Regions from separate parts of the Mus musculus genome. Here regions 2, 3, 4, 5, 6 and 7 are each linked to region 1. The links are chromatin contacts, called in public HiChIP or PLAC-seq and promoter capture Hi-C maps. All regions are on one chromosome and are shown on one strand. The core of a region is the stretch at or near the end of the contact, and the rest is flanking DNA. Distances in the headings are between cores, read along the strand shown. Region 1 holds the start of Abcf3 (ATP-binding cassette, sub-family F (GCN20), member 3). Region 2 holds the start of Dgcr2 (DiGeorge syndrome critical region gene 2). Region 3 holds the start of Ess2 (ess-2 splicing factor). Region 4 holds the start of Slc25a1 (solute carrier family 25 (mitochondrial carrier, citrate transporter), member 1). Region 5 holds the start of Lrrc74b (leucine rich repeat containing 74B). Region 6 holds the start of Zdhhc8 (zinc finger, DHHC domain containing 8). Region 7 holds the start of Dgcr6 (DiGeorge syndrome critical region gene 6).

Region 1 (2,700 bases), core at 96-2,595:
TCCAGAGATTACTGCAAACAAACCCTTAAACTTACCCATGACGCTACATAAGCAAACACGCAGGGAAAGACACACCAGAAATCTCGCCCAAAGATACACCCACTATTCAGTAGACGGTCAACTCTCACACCCACCACAGCCCCTTCCCACTTCTCACCGAGGACTGTTCCCTCTTTAGCAGTCCTGGAAGTTTGGTGTCACAGTCTGTAAGTGATAAGAAAAGCAGTCACCTTCTCCATGAGAGAAGGGAAATGAAGACTTTGAATGACTAACAAGAACCAAGGATAGTTTTAAAGATAGCATTATAACACTGAAATGGACAGTTATTAGCCTTGAAGTAAAGGGCAAAACGATCTCACACTTAAGAAGAGCCCAATGTACTCTTTTAAGACCACGCTGTTGGTTAAGGTACGAAACTGGCAAAACCAGCTTCAAGGTCTGTATGCCTCCTACTACAGACAATAGCTTGGAGAGCCCTCCAGGCCCCGTTCTCCATCACAAGCTTTTATGGTCACAAAAATACCGCTAGCTCCTACAAGCCTTGTTGTTGAGATGGAGAGACCTGAGCTGCAGCGAGGTGGTGGCTGGGGGTGGAGGCAGAAGGCAGCTAGTTCAATCTCCCCTCACTCTCACCATAGTTTTCCATTATCTTCGACAACTGGATGGGGGCGTCCAGTAGCACCTGGCTGTTTCCCTGGTTCTGCGGTTCAGCCCTATGTAGGTAGAGAGAAAGCACTCACTTGGGAGAAAAGATTTACAGCCTTCAGACCTTCCCCCTCGTTTGTTCTCCATTCTCCTCTCTTTGCCCATCAACTTCATTCCCTTGGCACCTACAGGCGTAGAGTGTTGTACATGCGCTGACAGACAGCCCTAATGCCAGCGTCATCCTTGCTGTCCCCGGACACTTCTTGCAATAGTTCCCCGACAGCTTCCACCAGGTCATCCACAGACTCGAAATCCGCGCTGCCACTGTGCAAGACACCTGAGCCGGGTACCGCAGAACAAGACAGACAACGGGTAGGGCGGATATAGGAGCAGTTTCAGTGTCTGTACAGCTCACTCGGGGCACCAGACCCCACTGGCCCTCAAGATAAGAGGTCACGCAGAGAGACCAGATAGCGGTCTGCTGCACTGTCCGCCCTCAGTCTTTCCCCACAACCTCCACTTCGGCCTCCCCAGGCAGTTAATTCAGTTTCGCTCACCGGTCACGTAGTCGAAGACCTGCCCGTCAATTTCAGGGAACTCGCTTCGCAGGATATCAGCGCAAGTCGCCATGTTCACTCGGGATCCAATCTGCGCAGTCGTGGTGAGACTTGGGCCTAGGACCGCCTCCCTGCCCTTCCTCCCCACCCCGAAATCGCACCCCTCATCCCAAGGAGCATGCGCAGGGTTGACGTAAGAAAGCAGAGTCTGCGTGAGTCCAGGGGGCGGGTCTAGTAGAACGGGACGCAAGCGCCGCGGAGTCCAGCAGGCGTGGCAGCTTCCGCGCCTGCGCGGTTCCAGTTTCCCGTCTACGTCTACCACCTGTGCGGGTTTTCGCTGCCTTCTGGAAAGTGGAGGTTGTATCGAGGGGCGTGGCAGGATCGCCCGAGGCTTATCGTAGTGGGGAGCACGGGAGGTGTTGCGAGGGGAGAAATGCCTAGACACGGGCTAACGTGGGAGGGGGTCGCTTTACAGCTTGGATACCTTCCCCGCAGGCGCATGCTGCTGCTCGCCCACCTTTGGCGTTTTGCTGACTCACGCCAACTCTCGGTCCAGAGTGGATCAGTTTCAATTAGTCCTGCTAGTTGAATCAGCTGGGTGAGGAGCACACTTCTGCTTGCCTCTTTGCTCTGTCCTCAGTTCCTTCACACTTCATAGGTGTTCAACTGGGTCATTGAGAATGAAGTTCTGCCACCCCAAGGCACATCACCCACTGCCAGAAAACCTGAACAAGCCCTTTTATAAGTTCATTGTTTATCCTGGGTCTACAGACAAAGCAGATCTCAAGTGTCTGTAAAAGATACACCTCACACACACACTCAATTTGCAAAATTAGACAACTTTATTCCAATGCGCTCAAATTACACCCGTTTATATTTCCGAGACAATCTCTCTAGAGAGCCTAAGCTAACTTAAGAACTGAACCTCCTGCCTGTCGCCAAAGTGCTGGAATTAAAGGCATGTGACAACACTCGACTGCCCATTCATCCAGCTTAAGCATTATTGCAATGGGGAGCTGCCAGTCTTGGTGTTAAAGTTTAAAAAAGCTATCAGCATGCCTGAGGTTATAGATTAGTTGGTAAAATGCTTGTCTACCCTGAGGCTTTGTGTTTGATCCCCGGTACCTCATAAAACTGGGTGCGGTGCATGCCAATAACTCCAACATTCAGGAGGCAGGGATAGAATGATCAAGAATTCAAGGTTGCTGGACTTAGATGGAACCAGCCTTTAATCCCGGCACTCAGGAGGCAGAAAAAGGCAGATCTCTGAGTTCAAGGCCACCCTGATCTACAGAATTCCAGGACAACTAGGGTTAAAGAGAAAAACCTAAGGAGAAAAAAAAAAAAAAATCAAGGTCACCCCACTGCTACAAAATGAGTTCCAGGCCATTCTGGGGCCATTTGAAACCTTGTTTCAATTCTCTGGTCTCAGTAAGCTACTGAGTACTCAATTCTCTGGTCTCAGTAAGCTACTGAGTACACCCATATGTGTATAATA
Region 2 (2,700 bases), core at 15-2,514, 2.7 Mb after region 1:
GTGGGTTAAGGAGTTAACTCTGTGCTTTCATTGTACCGCTCAGCCAGACTTCTCACTTCCTGTCCTGCTCTTTTCTCTTCCAAACCTTTCCTGGACTCTTAACGGCGGCTCTGCAGGTGGACAGTTGGCAGGAAGACTGCACTTGGCTGAGTTCCCTCCAAAGGACCTGCCCAACTCAGAGCTCTGGCTGAGCTCCCAGGGCAGATTTGCAGTGGGGGTGGGTATGGGGGCAGAAGGCTAGGCCTGGATCTTGTACTCAGTGCTGGGAATGTGCCATAAAACTATCTGAGTGCCCAGAGCAGCACTGGACAGGTACCCTTGCTTCTGCCAGCAAGGAACCCCCCATCTGTTGTGACAAGTCCTATGTCCAACATCTTGGGCCAAGACCTGGTAAAGTTGGAATGTCTGACGACTTGACCTTGACTTTACCTACCTATAACAAGTTAGCATCTTTCACTCATGGCTCCATGTATCTATCGTAGGTTGAAATCCTGGGACTTTGGTGGAGGGGCAATAAGAGTGAGTCAGATATGCTGGAGGTGACTGGCCTTCCCCACTTTTCACTTCCTTCCCCTGAACAGATTGGTTTTTCATTTGCTGTCTCTCCTTCCACGTTCATGCTGTTCATGAAGGCAGGTGTGAGTTTAGCATGTGGAGCCTTGTTCCCAGGCTTTAGCCCTGTCTCTGCCTGGGCTTTTTTTCTCCATTGTATAGGCAGCTCCTTCCCCAGATCTGGTCCAGAGACTCTGGGCTTCTCTGTTAGATTCTGACATCCATTAAGCCATTTCCTCCTCTGTTGATATTCTTTGTGCCATTCCCTGATCCACAGAGACTGCTGGTCCTTTATTTTCACTAGAGCTCTTCACTTTCTTCACAGCCGTTCGGCGTTTAGAAGACCACTTTAGGGAATATGTTGGCACTGGGACAGACCTGGGCCTCCAGGAGTAAAGATCGTTCAGGTCCAGCTATACCTCCTCAATTCACTAATCCCGGATTCCCCACTCCTACCCACCCCAGACCCTGGCGCCAGCACTGTCAGTCCTTGTGACCCTACCAGCACTAGGGACCCCTTTTGGTACCTCGCTGCCAAGGCTGCGTCCCACCTCTCGGTTCAGCCAATGGCACGCCTCATTTCCTGCTAGCCCCGCCCTTGGCCCCGCCCACTCGCTCATTCCCTAGGCCTCTCGTGCTCATGCCCCGCCCCGCGTCTGGAGCTCGGGTCCTACCTCCCTCCGCCACCCCACCCCCCGCCCAGCTCGGCGTTCATTGGTTAGTGCGGGCCGGAGGCGGGGTGGCGCGGGCCGGAGCAGGACGGCCGCCATCTTGCGCGAGCCGGAATCTCATCCCGCTCCTGCGGCCTAGAGTGCGCGCGAGTCGGTGGCGTTCTCTTGCCGCGGCCCAGCTGGATCCCTCGCCTGCCGCCCCTCAGCCCCAGGTCGGAGTCCGGCCTTCACCCACTCCTCTCGGCCAGGTCCGGCCTCCCCGCGGGGTCACGCGGCTGCCCCGGGGACGATGAACGGAGGATAAATGGTGCCCAAGGCAGACAGCGGTGCCTTCCTGCTGCTCTTCCTGCTGGTTCTCACTGTCACCGAGCCGCTGCGGCCAGGTGCGCGGTGCTGAGGGTGGGGGCGCGGTCGGGGGTGGGGCTGCGGACGTCCGTTCCCCCGCGGCTGCTGGGGGCTACTGCTCCTCGGCCCGGCACAGGCGAGGCCTGGCCGCGGGCCTCTGGGCGTCCCCTGCCCTGGCACAAATTGGAGTGTACCAGGGTTCGGAGCCTCGAGGATGTTGCCTTTAGACCCAGGTCCACCGAGCGCCGCGTGCTCTGGGACCCACTGGCCAGGAGCTGCGTCTCGGGCGCACCCTTCTGCTTGGCTGAGTGGAAGTCTTGGAAGCAGCTTGTGGAGGCACCTGGTGCCCCAAGTGTCCGCCCAATTGTGGCCTAGTGCCAGCGTTTCAGCCCTGGACAGCGATGTCTGGTTGCTCATTGCCACTTAGTGAAACGCTTTATCACAGAAGTCCAGCCCTGCCCAAAGGAGGTACTGGGAGTAAACTGAGTACCAGGTGCAGGGGAGAGTCCTTTCAGCGGTGCCTGGCACTTAGTGCTTTGTGTGGTGTGATTAACTACTTTTGATACTCCCTTGGAGTTTTGTGTGGTGGGGAACCTCAGGTCCCTTTTCTGCTTATTTCAGATACTTCTGAACTGTGCCCCCCCCCCTGCAAAAAAAAACCTTCACTGCACCCTACTTCCGCAACAAAGCCAGGTCAATTTATCCATCAGGCACAGGAATACCAGTACAGCCTCACTGTCCCTTTAGGGATCCCAGCAGGGATGTCTTGTCTGTGAACTTTCAGAGACTCCTCTGTACTAGGGCGGTGGTAAGTAGAGCTCTTAATGCTTTTAGCAGAGGAAGGTTCCCATGAAGGAATGCCCCAGGCAAGTCTTCTATGGGTGACATCATGACTGGGTGTCAGAACAGGTGGGTGCACCCTCAGCAGTGTCCTATCTCAGCTCCCATCCTGCAACATATTTCAATGCTTGGCTTTGTGCTTTTGTCCCATGTGGAAATGTCTGCCAGAGCCTCAGTGACCAAGCCCAAGACAACACTCAACTGAACAGAGCGTTTCCCTGGGCTCCAGGAAGGGAAAAGCCAGCTGCTCTGCATAGTGAACTGACTGGTTGTAAAGTAGCCCGCTAGGAAC
Region 3 (2,700 bases), core at 177-2,676, 2.6 Mb after region 1:
GCCTGGTGCCCATGGAGATCAGAAGAGGATATTTGAATCCCTGAAAGTAGAGTTATGGATAGTTGTGTGTCACTGTGTGGGTGCTGGGAACTGAACCTAGATCCTCGAGAAGAGCAACAAATGCTTGTAACGGATGAGCCATCTCTTCTGCCCCCTCCATACTCTTCTTGGTGTATCTTTTCCATCCTTAGGCTACAGTTCCCACCTCTATGTCTCCAGTCCAGGCCTGTCCCCTGAGGTATTTGTCAGTCTGTACCTCTGACAACACCTGGAAGCCCACAGGCTTGCGGCAGGCACCATATATACAACAGGCCATTTTCCCATTCACTGTCCTGCTAAAGGCACGTTAAATCATAGAGTTCTTGATCATTAATTGCTATTATTACCGGATCATACCCAGTCCAGCCGATTTCACCTTTAAACATATCAATAACCCCCCAGAAACTAGCTCGTGTGCAGCTTCAGGCGCACCAACCTCATGAAAGCTGCATTCCCTTGCATGGTAACCATTGCAGCTTTCTCTGGTTTTCACCTGAGCTCACTTAAAATAATGTTTCTTGACAGGACTCCAAAGATACTGTGCAGCCTGGCTCTCCCCCTCTGGTGTCATCTCCTTCTTTAGCGCACTGTGTGACTAAAGGTCTGTTTTGGCATTTGCCTTGCTCCACCCCGCTGCTGGGCCTTCCCATTGCCTGATGCCCATCCATTCATCTTTTCCATCTACAACCATGTTCTGCCTGGGGAAATGCCACTTGACATGTCCTGTGTAGCAGTTGAGATTCTCTGAGTGCAGACTTATTGCAGGTCACAGTTGTAACTTTACACACTGGCAGCATGATTTAACATTTTTCTACTGTATGGTCAACTCTATGGATGCAGGGACATGGTCATAAAGTCCCCAGTGACTCACAATGAAGGACAAGATCATTGGAAAAGCAAAATTGTAATGAATCATTCTGGGCTAGAGCTTCTCCCACCTAATTCATGATCTCCCTTAGGAAGAAAGTTCCACTAATGCTTTCAGTGAGAAGCCCATCCTGGCAGACAGGGAACTAATAAATCCAACCAGAGATTTAAGACCCTTTTGTTCTTTCTTTTCATTTAAATTTTGTTAGATAAGTATACGGGAAGAATTGTCTTAGTGTTCTTTTTCTGAGTTTGGAAGTCATAACCAAATTTTTTGAAGTATTTAAAAATGTCTTTGAAGCATCTGCATTTTTTTTTTTTTTTAAAGAATTGGAACTTTTAACAGAGGGACTGTGGCGTCAGTCACTCTACAGCTCCCCCTAGTGATCATAGTCTAGATGGGCATGAGCAACGCGGGTGGGGATAAAAGACTACAACTTTCTTAAGATCCGGCGCTCCCAGTGACATCATTGGAGCGCCGGCTTTGTTACAAAAATACTGCTTCTCCATTGGCTGGCTGTTGGAGCGGTGCAGACGCCGCCCGAGCGATTCTGGGATAGCGATGGGGACGCCCGGGACCTCGGCGGGTGCTCTGTTTCTGTCCTCCGCGTCCGCGCCCTCAAGGAAGCGCGCGGCTGGGGAGGCTGGAGAGGCCGGAGTTGCGAGAAGCAGGCAGCGGGTCCTGGATGAAGAAGAGTACATCGAGGTACCAGCTCAGTGCGAGCGCTGGCGACTTCCGGGCCCCTCCCCCTATTCGCGTTCCTGTCCAGTCCTTTGAATTTTTTCTGGTCCTGGCACTCTCAGCCGCCCTTGGAAGTGGAACAACTGTTTTTGGGTTGGAAAGCATTGAGAACCAAGAAAACAATGCAGAAGTGGGCATCCAGTTTTCTGTTGAGAGTCAAGGAAATAGTTTCTTGTATAGGTAGAATTTTGACACGTTTTTCGAGAGATGGTGAAGACGACTTTTTGGAAGGCTGTAAAGTGTCAAAGGCTGGGGGTCCCGGAATTAGACAGTGGAACTGGCTTCGTCATTGAGTGAGTGGGTCTCAGTTGCTCCTCGAGTTAAGGGTCCAACTGCAAACACGCTGGAGGACAGACCGACATAGGGTTGGTTTTAGACTGGTTAGATTTAGGATGCTTCTGGGATATGCTGCCTTGTACCATTGCCGTGCAGCTGACTGTACAGACTTTCAGCTTCACAGCAAGGGCGGGCTGGATCTGAAATCTTGAGGACTTTTTCTTGTGGTGGCGATAGTGGCGACTGGCTTTCAAGAGAAAGGTTTAGATTGAAATACAAATTCATGGGTGGGTGGAGGATGACAATATCCACATTAGTCTGGCTGGTGTTATAGATGGAGCCAGCAAAGAGAAAGATCAGTTAGTGAGGGATTTCATGGGCTTCAAGAGATTGTTCAGTAGTTAACTGGTACATCAGAGCTATGTGGGATGACAGCCTTACTAGAAAAGACAGTTCTAAACCTATCTTGTAGATGACAGTTGTCCAGCTAGGCAGAAGGGAAAGGTCTAAGGGGTGGAACATGGACAGTGGTGGATTGTGCGTCAGGACTCCCAGATGACAACTCTGGCCTTTGTTCTGATTGCTCATGGCAGGGACTTCAGACAGTTATCCAGAGAGACTTCTTCCCTGATGTGGAGAAGCTACAGGCACAGAAGGAGTACCTGGAGGCCGAGGAAAACGGAGATTTGGAGCGCATGCGCCAGATTGCCATCAAGTTTGGCTCTGCCCTGGGCAAGATATCTCGGGAACCTCCACCACCCTGTAAGAGGACGGGT
Region 4 (2,700 bases), core at 64-2,563, 2.6 Mb after region 1:
TGCCAGCTGGCCTTCACCAGCTGTTGTTACCTGAGCTAAGAGTCCAGTTGTGTGTGTGTGTGGGGGGGGGGGTGTTCCAGCTGCACCTCTAGCCTGGCCAACCTCCCACTGGCCCCCAACTGCCATCCCCATACTCCTTGCCTCCAGACATCTGCTGGCCCAGTGCCTTAGGCTCTGATGAGTGGAATTGATCCTGTTCCTTCTGCCCCTCGACCACACAATGGCATTCAGTACAAGTACTACAACCCACAATCCCCCAACCCGACCCCCCCCCCAAAAAAAACCAGCAGAAGCCAGACTAGCTATAGGCTCTCCTCTGCTATCCTACAGGCTTACCCTATTAATACTCTACAGCGCCTGCCTACAAGGAGCCTCCTTTGAGTGCTTTTGTTTATACTGGGTAATGTGTCCACACCCAACCCTCAACCCATTTAACCTTTTCTGGGAAAGGAATCACAAAGGACTCCAACTGGGAGGTACAATATCTGGGCACTCTGTTTTAGCTAAAGCCCTGTGATAGCTTCTGAGCCAACCCAGAGCTGGGGGAGATCACTGACCACCCCCAGCGACTGCTTCCTTTCAGACAGCAGGGAGGTGGACCCTTAGGCCTCCAAAGGTCTGCAAAGACTCCTGGGAGCTTCACCCCAAGCCGGCTAGGGCTGCCCCCTCCAGGCGGCTTTGAGGATATGTGTGGCAACAAAGACTTCTCAAGACTTTGAGCCTCCTGCCGACCATAAATATTAAAACATGTTTATCAGAGCAAAGCAGCTCTGCCTGGTGATTGTGTGGGTAGGCGGGACAAAGGCCAACTTAATAGGCCCTTCAAAGATTCGCTAGAAACTGAAAGGAAGGGAAACCTGCATTTGTCGGGGGAACCTGCCTAGGAAAATTCTGTTTCCGGACGAATCCGGGAAGGGCAGAGTGATCATCGCACTGCCCGGGAGGGTGCACGAAGGCCAAGCTCTGTTATTACAATAATTCAGAAGACTGAATTCACGCACCGGGGTGGATGTGTCCCTACATCGCCCCCAGGATCTCGAGGCCCACCTTAACCCCAAGGCGCGCTCCAGACGCACGTGTCTCTAAACTGCACCTTGACCCACTGCTACCCGCCTTGGCTTAGCGTTGCTGTCCGGAGACCACGCCTCCGGCGGGGTTCTCCGTCTCCCCGGAATCCAGCACCGGCCATTGGCTGCTCTCAGCTCTCCGCCCCGACGCGTGCCCCAGTGCATCCCGCCCAAGCCTCAGTTTCCCGGCTGGCACGGGGCGTGGCGTGGGCGGGGCTCAGCTCAGGCCACGCGGGGCGGAGCCCGGGAGCTGACGTGACCACCCCGCCTCCCGGACCAGAATTGGTCGTGGTCTCAGTAGCCTCCGGCTCCGCTGCTTCCCGAGAACCCCGCGCCGGAGGCTCGGACCCGAGGTCGACGCCGGGCGCCTCTCCTCCTGCCCGCTATGGCTGCGCCTCGCGGGCCCCGCGCTCTGTCGGCCGCCGCGCCGGGGTCCGGGAAGCCCAAACTGACGCACCCCGGGAAGGCAATCCTAGCAGGTGGGTCACTCGGAACCCCAACTCAGAGCCTGTCCGACAGCGCTTCCGGGTGGGCCGGGGACGCCCAGGCCCCGCCCAACTTCCGGAGGGGCGGAGGTGTCGGGGTTGCGACCCGGGACCCCTAAGTCCACTCGTCTGCTGTCGCTCAGAGTCTCTTGGGCACTCCAGGCGGAGACCACCGGGTGGGGGCGTGGGCATCGTCGGGACGCTGGCAGCGACGCGGGCAAAGTCCGGGCGGGGGAGGGGCCGCGCGGCGGCGGCAGCGGTGGCAGCGGTAGCGGCTGGGTCCACCGGGCAAGGGTGTCCCTAGCCCCAGGCATTTGGTCCCCACAGGCGGCCTGGCTGGAGGCATCGAAATCTGCATCACCTTCCCGACCGAATACGTGAAGACGCAGCTGCAGCTAGATGAACGAGCGAACCCACCGCGGTACCGGGGCATCGGTAAGGAGGGACTCCCGGGGGTGGCTAGGGGGACACTGCGGAGCAGAGGAGCTAGGGTCTTGACCGCGCCTCCCGTAGGAGACTGCGTGCGGCAAACTGTCCGCAGCCATGGCGTCCTGGGCCTGTACCGCGGCCTCAGCTCCTTGCTCTACGGCTCCATCCCCAAGGCGGCTGTCAGGTGAGACTCTGCTCTGTTGAAACGACCCGGAGGGAGTGGCCGCAGCGGGCCCCCTCACATGTCTTCTTCATTAGGTTTGGGATGTTCGAGTTCCTCAGCAACCACATGCGGGATGCCCAAGGTAGGCTCGACAGCAGGAGAGGACTATTGTGCGGTCTGGGTGCCGGCGTGGCAGAAGCAGTGGTAGTCGTGTGCCCTATGGAGACCATCAAGGTGAGGGATTGAGCCTTTCAGGGGTAGCCAGGGTATCTTCGGGCTCCCAGGTTTTAATGGCATGTGCCCCCATGGAGGCTGTCAAGGTGGGAAGGGTCCCCACACATATGCACCAGGTTCGTGGTAAATGGTGGCAGAAAGGGTCTCCTGTGGCGGCTCATGCGTAATAAAAGCATGAGCGAAGTCTTCAAAGCATAACTCACTATTCAAAGTCTAGGAAATAGCAAATGTAACGCTGGGGAAACCCTCTGAGGTCTTGGGGCCTATGTGTAATGGAACTCAAGAACAGCCTAGGGATTTCCTGCAGAAGAGCTGGGAGTCC
Region 5 (2,700 bases), core at 196-2,695, 3.0 Mb after region 1:
TCTAGATAAGGAGTAGCAGTGCTCACACACTAGGCTCCCAGACCAGCATGGAGGCCTCCACCTTCTGTCTAGCTGCGCCTCTTGCTCTATACCCCTGAGTAGGTGGAGCTCTCAGATGACGATGGTCACTTTTCACAGCCAGTGCCTTCACACACTCAGCAAACCCAGCTCCCTTCTCAAAGACTTTTCGGACATCCAGCTGGTGGTCTCTCTGAGAGGCTTAGTGCTGTGTTGCTCAGAGAATTACTGCCTCCTGCTGCATCAGGGTACCTTAGGGCAGGAGAACTGCAGACGCTAACAGAGACCGAGAAGACGCTGGAGACAAAGCCCCTTACGTGGGCGAATGGATCTTCCACTGTTCTCTGAATGGACTAAAATCCCTTCTGACTACCTCTCACCCCCATTCCCACTTTCCCACCAGCTGGGGTTCTAAAAAGCCAACTTTTATCCCTCGGCAAGCAAGACCCCCCACAGCAGACTCTGCAGTCTGGCCAGGAGCGGTTCTTACCCTATCACGTAGACTACCACTGCCAGCTGCAGCAGCCTCTGGGAGACGCCCACCCGACAGTTCCTGGTTAGCACATATTTCTCCGTCTTGTAATCCAGAAACCCCCAGCTCACGAGTGCTGCTGCGGCTGCAGAAGCCATGTTCCCAGTTCCTGCTGGCTGCAACTGCATGAGTCAGCAGGCAACTTTAGCCGCAGCTGAACTGGAGGCCAAGAAGCCATGCATGGGATTCAGGCCAGTGTTGTTAAAGGGACATCTCAAATTCAGTAGGAGCTGGCTCCTGCCTCATTCCCAAACCCCAGCTGGTGTAGCCCCGCCCCCTTTTGTCCAGAGTCCCTGGGTTGGACCCTATGCATAGAGAGAGGAATAGACCTGTCCCTACCCACTCACTTTGTTTTCTTATATGGTGGGCAGTCAACACGGGGTAACAGAAGCCCAGAGAAGGGGCTCTGAACTCAAACTTGCACATTCCAAAGAGTATAAATTGGGTTTGAGATACCCCTGCTGGCGCAGCAGCATAGCAACCTCTAGATCTTGAGAGAAAGCTGAGACCCTTAGGCAGTGACCGCATAGCTGTGGCCCCAGAGAAAAACTATTGCTAGGCTACAGATCTTCTGTAGAGCCGCTGTCTACTCCAAGCGCCGTAACTAAAACACTAGTTCTGGGGTCAGACTGGAAATGTTTGTGAAAAGAACATGAAGGAGTGACTACCCCCGTGCATGGCAGCGGTAGTCAGCCCTGGGAAAGAGCGTGCCAAGGTTGTGTTTTCTTTTGCAAACAAGACCCGGTTCCCAGGACGACGGCGGGGTGGGAGGGCGGGCACCGTTACTGGCCCCAGAGACCACCTGTTGTCCGTAGATCAGATTCGATTGGTCAAGGAGGCCAGAGGGACCGCCCACATCCCTGGGAAGAGTTCCAGGCGGTGAGCTGTGTGGTTAGAGTCTGCGTCCCGGACTGGGTAGTGAGAGTAAACATGAAGGGTCCCTGCGAAGTTCAGAAGAATGAAGATCAAGAGGGAGAAGCTGCGGCCACTGGGCCTCAGGCAGAGACCCTGGAGGCCGAAAGGTCCTGGACTGCAGATTCACACTCTGCTCTGGAAGCAGAAGGTGCCTCATCCTCCGCGTGGGGTCCTAGTTGGAATCCTCACTTGAGGATATTCCCGCAAAAGTGGTGGGAGGGCAGCTAGAACCGACCGGCACCCTCTGTGGGGGCACATTTCCCAGTATCAGCAGCTGATACCCCTCAAGTCCTTGCCCTCCTGGAGGAATGAGGAGGCCTAACATTTAGAACTGTCTTCTGGAAAACCTGCAAATGAAATACCCTGACAAGCAGTTGTGTCCCAAAGAGTTCGGGGCTGGGCGTTCCAACCTATAGGAAAAACCTAGCTAATGGATATATTGGATTTAAGATTGTTTCCAGCCCTCTGCTCCCAGGGTGTTTATATAGACCTTATGACCCGTGGACTGAGAATGTAGCTCAGTGTAGTGCTTGCCTAGCATGGTTGAAGCATTGAGCTCAAGGCTGAACTTAACCAGCAAGCTGGAGGCCAGCTTTGGTGGTGGTGGTGGAGGTGGTGTGTGTCAGTGTGTCTGTGTATGTGTGTCTCTCTGTGTGTGTCTGTGTCTCTGTGTGTGTGTGTCTGTGTGTCTGTGTGTGTGTCTTTCTGTATGTGTGTCTGTGTCTCTGTGTGTGTGTGTCTGTGTATGTCTGTCTGCCTGTCTGTGTCTGTGTGTGTGTGTCTGTGTCTGTGTGTCTGTGTGTCTGTGTATGTGTGTCTGTCTGTGTGTGTGTCTGTCTCTGTGTGTGTGTGTCTGTGTGTGTGTCTTTGTGTGTGTGTCTGTATGTGTGTCTCTGTGTGTGTGTCTCTGTGTGTGTCTCTGTGTGTGTGTCTGTGTGTATCTGTGTGTCTGTGTGTATGTGTGTCTCTGTGTGTGTGTGTCTCTGTGTGTGTGTCTGTGTGTCTGTGTATGTGTGTCTCTGTGTATGTGTGTGTGTGTGTGTCTCTGTGTGTGTCTCTCTGTGTGTGTCTCTGTGTGTGTGTGTGTGTGTGTATGTTTGGGAAGGTGATCTGTGATACCTGGACGCAGTGGGGCAAGGACAGCAAACATGTCAGCATTAGGCAAATGCTCCCTTTGGTTCACTAGTTTGGTGGCTTTGAGAAAAGACTTAATTAATTTTTAGTGTGGAGGTCCT
Region 6 (2,700 bases), core at 147-2,646, 2.3 Mb after region 1:
GCCTTGGTACCCTACATATAACATGAGAGTAGACTTAATCCCAAAGGAACTCTGCAGTGGGGGAGCTGTGAGTCGTGGAGCCTCCTGTGGGCCCTAGAGGCCCTAGAGGTTCTGAGCGTTCTATGTTAGGGGCTGTAGGACAAGATTAAAGTCGGGCGAATTTAACTGAACTGTGTGCCTAATGCAGAGGGCCAGCTGGATACTTACTTACCTGAGAGCGGAAAGGAGTTTGTATCCACTCTGCTCTCCACTGTGAGGTCACATCACTGCTATCTTACCAACGCTGGAAGACCCTGAGCTACGTCTTCTGGCATGGAATGACCAACAGGACAGAAATCTGAGAGAAAATCTATCACTGTTTATGCTGTTGAAAAGCTGTTTCTACATTAAGGCACTCGACCCTGAGCTGTGGGCGAGCCAAGGAGTCCCAGGCCTACAAGCAGTGTTGTAGGGAGGAGGTGGCTGAAGGACTCTGGGTTATGGCTCTACAGAAGGAGATAGCAACAACCAAGGGAAGAAGGCTCCCACTATCTTGGTCTGGGGAGGGGTGGACGATGGAGAAGAGCCTCCGGACTGGGGGCGGCTCTGGGGGAATCGTCAGCCAGCACCCTGTTCAGGCCCTGAATAAGCTTCCAAAGTAAATGTTGCTGCCTTGTGGAGTGGCTAAGGCAAGCAGTGGGGTTTGACCATGTTCTTACTCAAAACATTAAAACTGATCTGCTAGGGGAAGCCAATGCAGATGCCTGCAGCATCCTTGGAGGGCCGGTCCACCTTAAACAGCTGCGTCCTGGCGCGGGCAGGTGGGCTTGCTCGCGGGTGGGTGGTGAGCATGCGCAGCCTTTCTAGTCAAGGCCAGAGCAGGGTTCAGTCACTTTCCCTAGGACACCAGCTTTCCGAAGGCGTTCCTAGGTCTCTTACACACGGCCTCAATCAAGCCTGCGGCCTGAGCCAGGACACAGAGGAACTCGGTGACCTAACTCTTAGTGTGTGGAGGGCTGAGAACTGGCTAAGGTTTGGATAGCCATGATACCCCTACCTTGTCATAGAAATCTCGCTCACACCCCAGTGACTGCCAGGGGACCTTCAGCCTGTCCCGGGACTGTGATTGGAGAGCATGTAGGCCCAAGAGAGCTCCCGGGTTAGGGCCTGCGGTAGCAAGGAAAAAAAAAAAAAGGAAAGAAAGGAAGAGACAGACAAGAAAGAGAAAAAGAACATGCTTTCCGTTGTCCTGTCGGTCCAGATGGGCGCTGCGCGTGCGTGGGGTGTCGGGCTACCCCGCAAAAGAGGAGTTGGCCGCCCGGCGCTCCACCCTCAGCCCGCCCCCGCCGCGGCCCTGCCGCCGGGTCCACCTTAAGGGGCGCGCTGACATCAGCGCGCCGCCGCCGCCCGTGGGGTGGGATTTCCTCCACTGCCGCTGCGGCGGATCCTGCGCCGCGTCCAGCCCGCGCGCCCGACCCCGGCCCGACCCGGCCGGCCCCGCCCGCCCGGCCCGGGGAGGGATGCGGCGGCGCGGCGCCCAGGATGCCCCGCAGCCCCGGGACGCGCCTCAAACCCGCCAAGTACATCCCGGTGGCCACGGCCGCCGCGCTGTTGGTTGGTTCCAGCACACTCTTCTTCGTATTCACGTGAGTCGGCGCCGGGTCCAGAGCCTGGTAGCAGCGGGTGGGGGTAGGGAGGTTGGGGGTGGGAGCCGAAGGGGCGCACGTGCCCCACGGGGGCGGCGGTGGGCTGGGCGGATTAGCAGGTTGCGGCGAGGGGCTGCGTCCCCGGAGCACGGACAGGTGAATGCCTGCCTCTGAGCGTTCTAGCAGGCCCTGGGTGTGGTTGCAGCCTTTCATTCCCTCGGGGCTTTGAAGGGGGACGCGTGTCACCTACAGACACCAACCTTCCTAGGGGGAGGGGGGGAGTAGGAGCTGTGAGCCCCCTCGTCGCGGCCAGCATGTAAAATCAACTTATTTCTGTGTTTCTCAGCGTAGGTGTGGCCTGCCCCACAGCCGTGACTGGCCACTACAGCCTACTCAAGGCCCTCAGCCCTCCCTGAACACAACACTGAGAGGCTTCTATCCTACACTTCTAAGTCTGGAGCACAAAAGACCTCAGAGGCTAGGCTGCCAGTCGTGGGGAGGGAGCACTCTTTGCCAGCCTGGCACTAGGCAGCCTCAATTTCTTACCCCGGGCTGGCTCATAGGTCATGGGGTTCTGAATCTCGGACCACTCGTTTCTTTCTACAATTCCAAAGCCTTGACACAACTCAGGTGACCAAAGGGATGGCCATTTGTTTCCAGGTGTGACAGCCCCAGGTGTAAGTGAGCCTGAGCCACCCTTTCCACTTTGTAGAAACATATAGCAGCCTTTGTAGGAGTCTGAATTCAGTGCCTGTTGTGGGAGGAGAGTCCTTACCTGGAGGCTGGGGTTGGGTATGTGCCACTGGCTGCAAAGAGCAAGTTTAAAAAAGGCCTGTGTGGACGGGCTTATTTCTGGCTCCAGGGAAAGTCTGTGTTCTTGTCACTCAGATGTTGTGGATTGTGGACTAAGGAAGGGCTTGGGGAGCTAAGACTGGAGGGGACATATCTTGGAAAATTCGGTCTTCCAGAGGTCTTGAGTGGGGTTCTGTTTCAGTGCAGAGAGGGTGTCACAGGGACATTTCGATGTCTTTTAACATAACTCTAAAATTAAGACATGCAATATGGGAATCAAAGT
Region 7 (2,700 bases), core at 145-2,644, 2.5 Mb after region 1:
GGTCCGGAGTTCAAGTCCCAGCAACCACATGGTGGCTCACAACCATCCGTAACAAGATCTGACGCCCTCTTCTGGTGTGTCTGAAGACAGCTACAGTGTACTTACATATAATAAATAAATAAATCTAAAAAAAAAAATTATTAAAAAAAAAAAAAAAAAAAAGAAAAAGCACAGCCACTCAAACATTTGGTGAAGAACTAAAGCTCTCGGAGAACAAGAGACTTCTCAACACATTCTGAGGCATTACCTTCATCCCCACACAAATATTACAAGATGCATTCCTAGAATACAATTCCTTTCTGGGATTTAGAAATCAATGTCTCACGAGAGTAACAGCAAAACCATCTGATCATCTCCACAGGAACTGCAAAAGATTTCAACAAAATCCAACACCTATCTCTAATGGGAAAATCCTGTCTGGCAGCACACAGGCATTGCCAGAAAGGCAGAGTATGTTTGCATGTAAATGTAGCCCAATATAGAAAACCTGCTTAGCAGGTGAGAAGCCCTGGGTTCAGTCCTCAGTTTCAAAATCCAAAGCAATAACAAAGCCCAAAGATCTATAACGTAGCATGGGGACATCGTCACACTATTCTTTCCTAAAATGTTTGAACCGAGTCAAGCTTGAACAAATAAAATGGAAAGGAGATCTGATGGTACAACGGAAGATGCCTAGTATAATTTATAGGAGGAGGTGATCAAGCCTGATACTCAATGGGAAGGTGCTGGAATAATGGATTATCTCTGTGGTAGCACACAGCTATCAACAGACCTACAAGCAGCGAGGTCCATCAAGCCTAGGAGGATGTGGGTACTCTAGGGAACGCGAGTAAGAAGTTTCTGGACAGCAGACTAAAAGGATCAGCATGGCTCTGCACCCCCTGACCCGAGGCTCCCGCGGCTAGGGACGCCCTAGGGAAGGTCCCGTCGCCCCCTGCACCTCGGTGTTCGTTCTGCAGCCGCAGTCTCTGGTTGTAGAGGCTCTTCTCAGTGAGGTGCTGAATCTCCAGAAGACCCTGCACGATTTCAAACACCGTTCCGTCGAGCAGCGCCAGGGCCAAGTCGCTGAGCGTGGTGTAGGACAGGCGCTGCTGAAAGGAGCTGCGGGTAGATCGCCGGGTGAGCGCGGCCGCGGCCCTGGCCCCGGCTCCGGCCCCGGCCCCGGCCCCGGTCCTCCCGCCGCCCGTCGCCGCGCACCTGGGCAGCTCCTTGACCAGGCTCTGTAGTGCTGACAGCAGCTGGTAGTGCCGCTCCTGCTGCCGGGCCCGATCCGCCGCCTCATCCCCGGCGGCCGCATAGCGGTCCATCGCGCGGTTTACCGCGCGGTCCCCCGCCGCCCCTCTACTCGGTCTCCTAGGGTGCCCCGGCGCGCCCCGCCCCCTCACGTCATTCTCCAGCGCGAACGACGCATGCGCCCCGCCCCTCCGGTCGGTCTCCGGCCGTTCACCGTGGTGCGTCAGGCACAATAAGACGCGCTCCACCCACCAGGGAGACTGCTTGTAAGCGCTTTGTCCTAGGGAGAAGAAATAGGGGCTCGCTGAGCTCCCAAGTGGTGCTGACCTTGGAGGTGCGCGCCCAGGGCTCTGCATTCTGGTGTTTTAAAGAAGCAACTCTGGCCTGCTGGGTGTTTTAAAGAAGCCAGTCTGGCCTGCGCCTAGTGTGCGCAGACTGAGGCCACTGGAAGCTGGACACTCCCAGCGGGTTGTGATCCACCCTGGGGGACCTCAGGAAAACAGTACGGAGGAGAGCCAGCTTCTCTTTAGGGTTCTTATTCTCATTAATAAAAGACTTTAGGACAATTTTATTAGCGTTAAAGGATACCCCACCCCCACAAGGAAACCTCAGCGACTGCCTGGAAGTGGAGAGTAGATGAGAAAAGAGTCTTGTGAAGTTGAATTCATGCTGGCTCAACAGTCCTTTACCTACTGAGCCAGCCCCAGCCCCTGACAGTGTCCACATTCATAATTTAGTTTGCAGCATGAATAAGAGAAATGACACCTTCCTACAGCGTTTTTTTAAATAAAAATTACATTCCCTGATGTGCCATCTTTTTCCCTTTTATTACTATTTTAAAAATATAACTCTGTTGAATCATCCTGGTTACTTTCTTTTTGTTTTCCCTTTTGCCACGATAAGCTCTGAAGTAGTGAATTCAGATCTGGGTAACATAAATTACAGTGAAGAAACCTTGTGAAGTTTGAATGCAAATGACCCCATAGCCTCAGATATTTGGAAACTTGGTCCCCAGTTGGTGGAATTACTAAGGAAGGATTAGGAGGTGTGGCTTTATTGGAGAAAGAGTGTCACTGAGGGCTGGTTTTGAGATTTTAAAACATACACCATCCATACATTCTCTGTCTGTCTGTCTGTCTCTGTATGTCTGTCTCTGTATGTCTCTCTACCTCTGTCTCTGTGTCTCTCTTTGTCTCTCTCTCTCTCTGTGTCTCTGTCTGTCTCTTTCTGACTCTCTGTCTCTCTGTGTGAGTGTGTCTGTCTGTCTGTCTGTCTGTCTGTCTGTCTCTTTCTCTTGTCTCATCACTACCAGCACCACCTCATGCTTTTGAATTAAGATATAAGCTATCAGCTACTTCCCCAGGGCCATACCTGCCTACCTGGCTGGTGCCATGCTCTCTACCATGGTGGTCCTGGAGTCACCTTCTGAAGCTGTAAGACCCCCAACAAACCCTTCTGTAAGTTGCC

Evidence for each region. Promoter capture Hi-C pulls out the DNA fragments that hold promoters and counts their contacts. HiChIP or PLAC-seq counts read pairs in DNA pulled down with a chosen protein or histone mark. Capture Hi-C pulls out chosen DNA fragments and counts their contacts.
Region 2: a promoter capture Hi-C map of liver shows a contact between it and region 1, with 3 times the contacts expected there. The contact joins the promoter of Dgcr2 here to the promoter of Abcf3 in region 1. A contact is called at or near these places in 2 of 39 promoter capture datasets (liver and pre-B cells).
Region 3: a promoter capture Hi-C map of hippocampal neurons shows a contact between it and region 1, with 3 times the contacts expected there. The contact joins the promoter of Ess2 here to the promoter of Abcf3 in region 1. A contact is called at or near these places in 2 of 39 promoter capture datasets (hippocampal neurons and pre-B cells).
Region 4: a contact with region 1 is called in a promoter capture Hi-C map of liver, with 2.7 times the contacts expected there. The contact joins the promoter of Slc25a1 here to the promoter of Abcf3 in region 1. A contact is called at or near these places in 2 of 39 promoter capture datasets (liver and pre-B cells), 1 of 484 Hi-C or Micro-C datasets (CD4 T cells) and 2 of 9 other capture datasets (adipose tissue and liver).
Region 5: a promoter capture Hi-C map of hippocampal neurons shows a contact between it and region 1, with 4 times the contacts expected there. The contact joins the promoter of Lrrc74b here to the promoter of Abcf3 in region 1. A contact is called at or near these places in 1 of 39 promoter capture datasets (hippocampal neurons) and 1 of 115 datasets of contacts at active chromatin or transcription factors (astrocytes).
Region 6: a contact with region 1 is called in an H3K4me3 HiChIP or PLAC-seq map of stem cell-derived neural progenitor cells, with 6 times the contacts expected there. The contact joins the promoter of Zdhhc8 here to the promoter of Abcf3 in region 1. A contact is called at or near these places in 5 of 39 promoter capture datasets (cranial neural crest, frontonasal cranial neural crest, hippocampal neurons and 2 more), 3 of 484 Hi-C or Micro-C datasets (B cells, CD4 T cells and neutrophils), 2 of 115 datasets of contacts at active chromatin or transcription factors (large pre-B cells and stem cell-derived neural progenitor cells) and 1 of 9 other capture datasets (adipose tissue).
Region 7: a promoter capture Hi-C map of pre-B cells shows a contact between it and region 1, with 6 times the contacts expected there. The contact joins the promoter of Dgcr6 here to the promoter of Abcf3 in region 1. A contact is called at or near these places in 3 of 39 promoter capture datasets (hippocampal neurons, liver and pre-B cells).

The regions. Positions count from the first base shown.
Region 1 is chr16:20,547,248-20,549,947 of GRCm38.p6, reverse strand. It overlaps Abcf3 (ATP-binding cassette, sub-family F (GCN20), member 3), which reads right to left and starts at 1,345. Exons shown (of 21, transcript NM_013852.2): 1 at 1,203-1,345; 2 at 835-982; 3 at 634-713; 4 at 158-204. The coding sequence starts at 1,275. It also overlaps the pseudogene Gm15760.
Region 2 is chr16:17,890,292-17,892,991 of GRCm38.p6, reverse strand. Dgcr2 (DiGeorge syndrome critical region gene 2) reads left to right here and starts at 1,264. Exons shown (of 10, transcript NM_010048.3): 1 at 1,264-1,606. The coding sequence starts at 1,528.
Region 3 is chr16:17,910,074-17,912,773 of GRCm38.p6, reverse strand. It overlaps Ess2 (ess-2 splicing factor), which reads left to right and starts at 1,426. Exons shown (of 10, transcript NM_022408.2): 1 at 1,426-1,612; 2 at 2,518-2,686. The coding sequence starts at 1,469.
Region 4 is chr16:17,926,832-17,929,531 of GRCm38.p6, reverse strand. Slc25a1 (solute carrier family 25 (mitochondrial carrier, citrate transporter), member 1) reads left to right here and starts at 1,313. Exons shown (of 9, transcript NM_153150.2): 1 at 1,313-1,546; 2 at 1,880-1,987; 3 at 2,066-2,165; 4 at 2,240-2,378. The coding sequence starts at 1,453.
Region 5 is chr16:17,559,992-17,562,691 of GRCm38.p6, reverse strand. Lrrc74b (leucine rich repeat containing 74B) reads left to right here and starts at 1,445. Exons shown (of 9, transcript NM_029053.3): 1 at 1,445-1,613. The coding sequence starts at 1,481. P2rx6 (purinergic receptor P2X, ligand-gated ion channel, 6) reads right to left here and starts at 807. Exons shown (of 12, transcript NM_011028.2): 1 at 509-807. The coding sequence starts at 678.
Region 6 is chr16:18,233,832-18,236,531 of GRCm38.p6, reverse strand. Zdhhc8 (zinc finger, DHHC domain containing 8) reads left to right here and starts at 1,396. Exons shown (of 11, transcript NM_172151.4): 1 at 1,396-1,625. The coding sequence starts at 1,522.
Region 7 is chr16:18,065,097-18,067,796 of GRCm38.p6, reverse strand. It overlaps Dgcr6 (DiGeorge syndrome critical region gene 6), which reads right to left and starts at 1,394. Exons shown (of 5, transcript NM_001289814.1): 1 at 1,198-1,394; 2 at 941-1,101. The coding sequence starts at 1,307.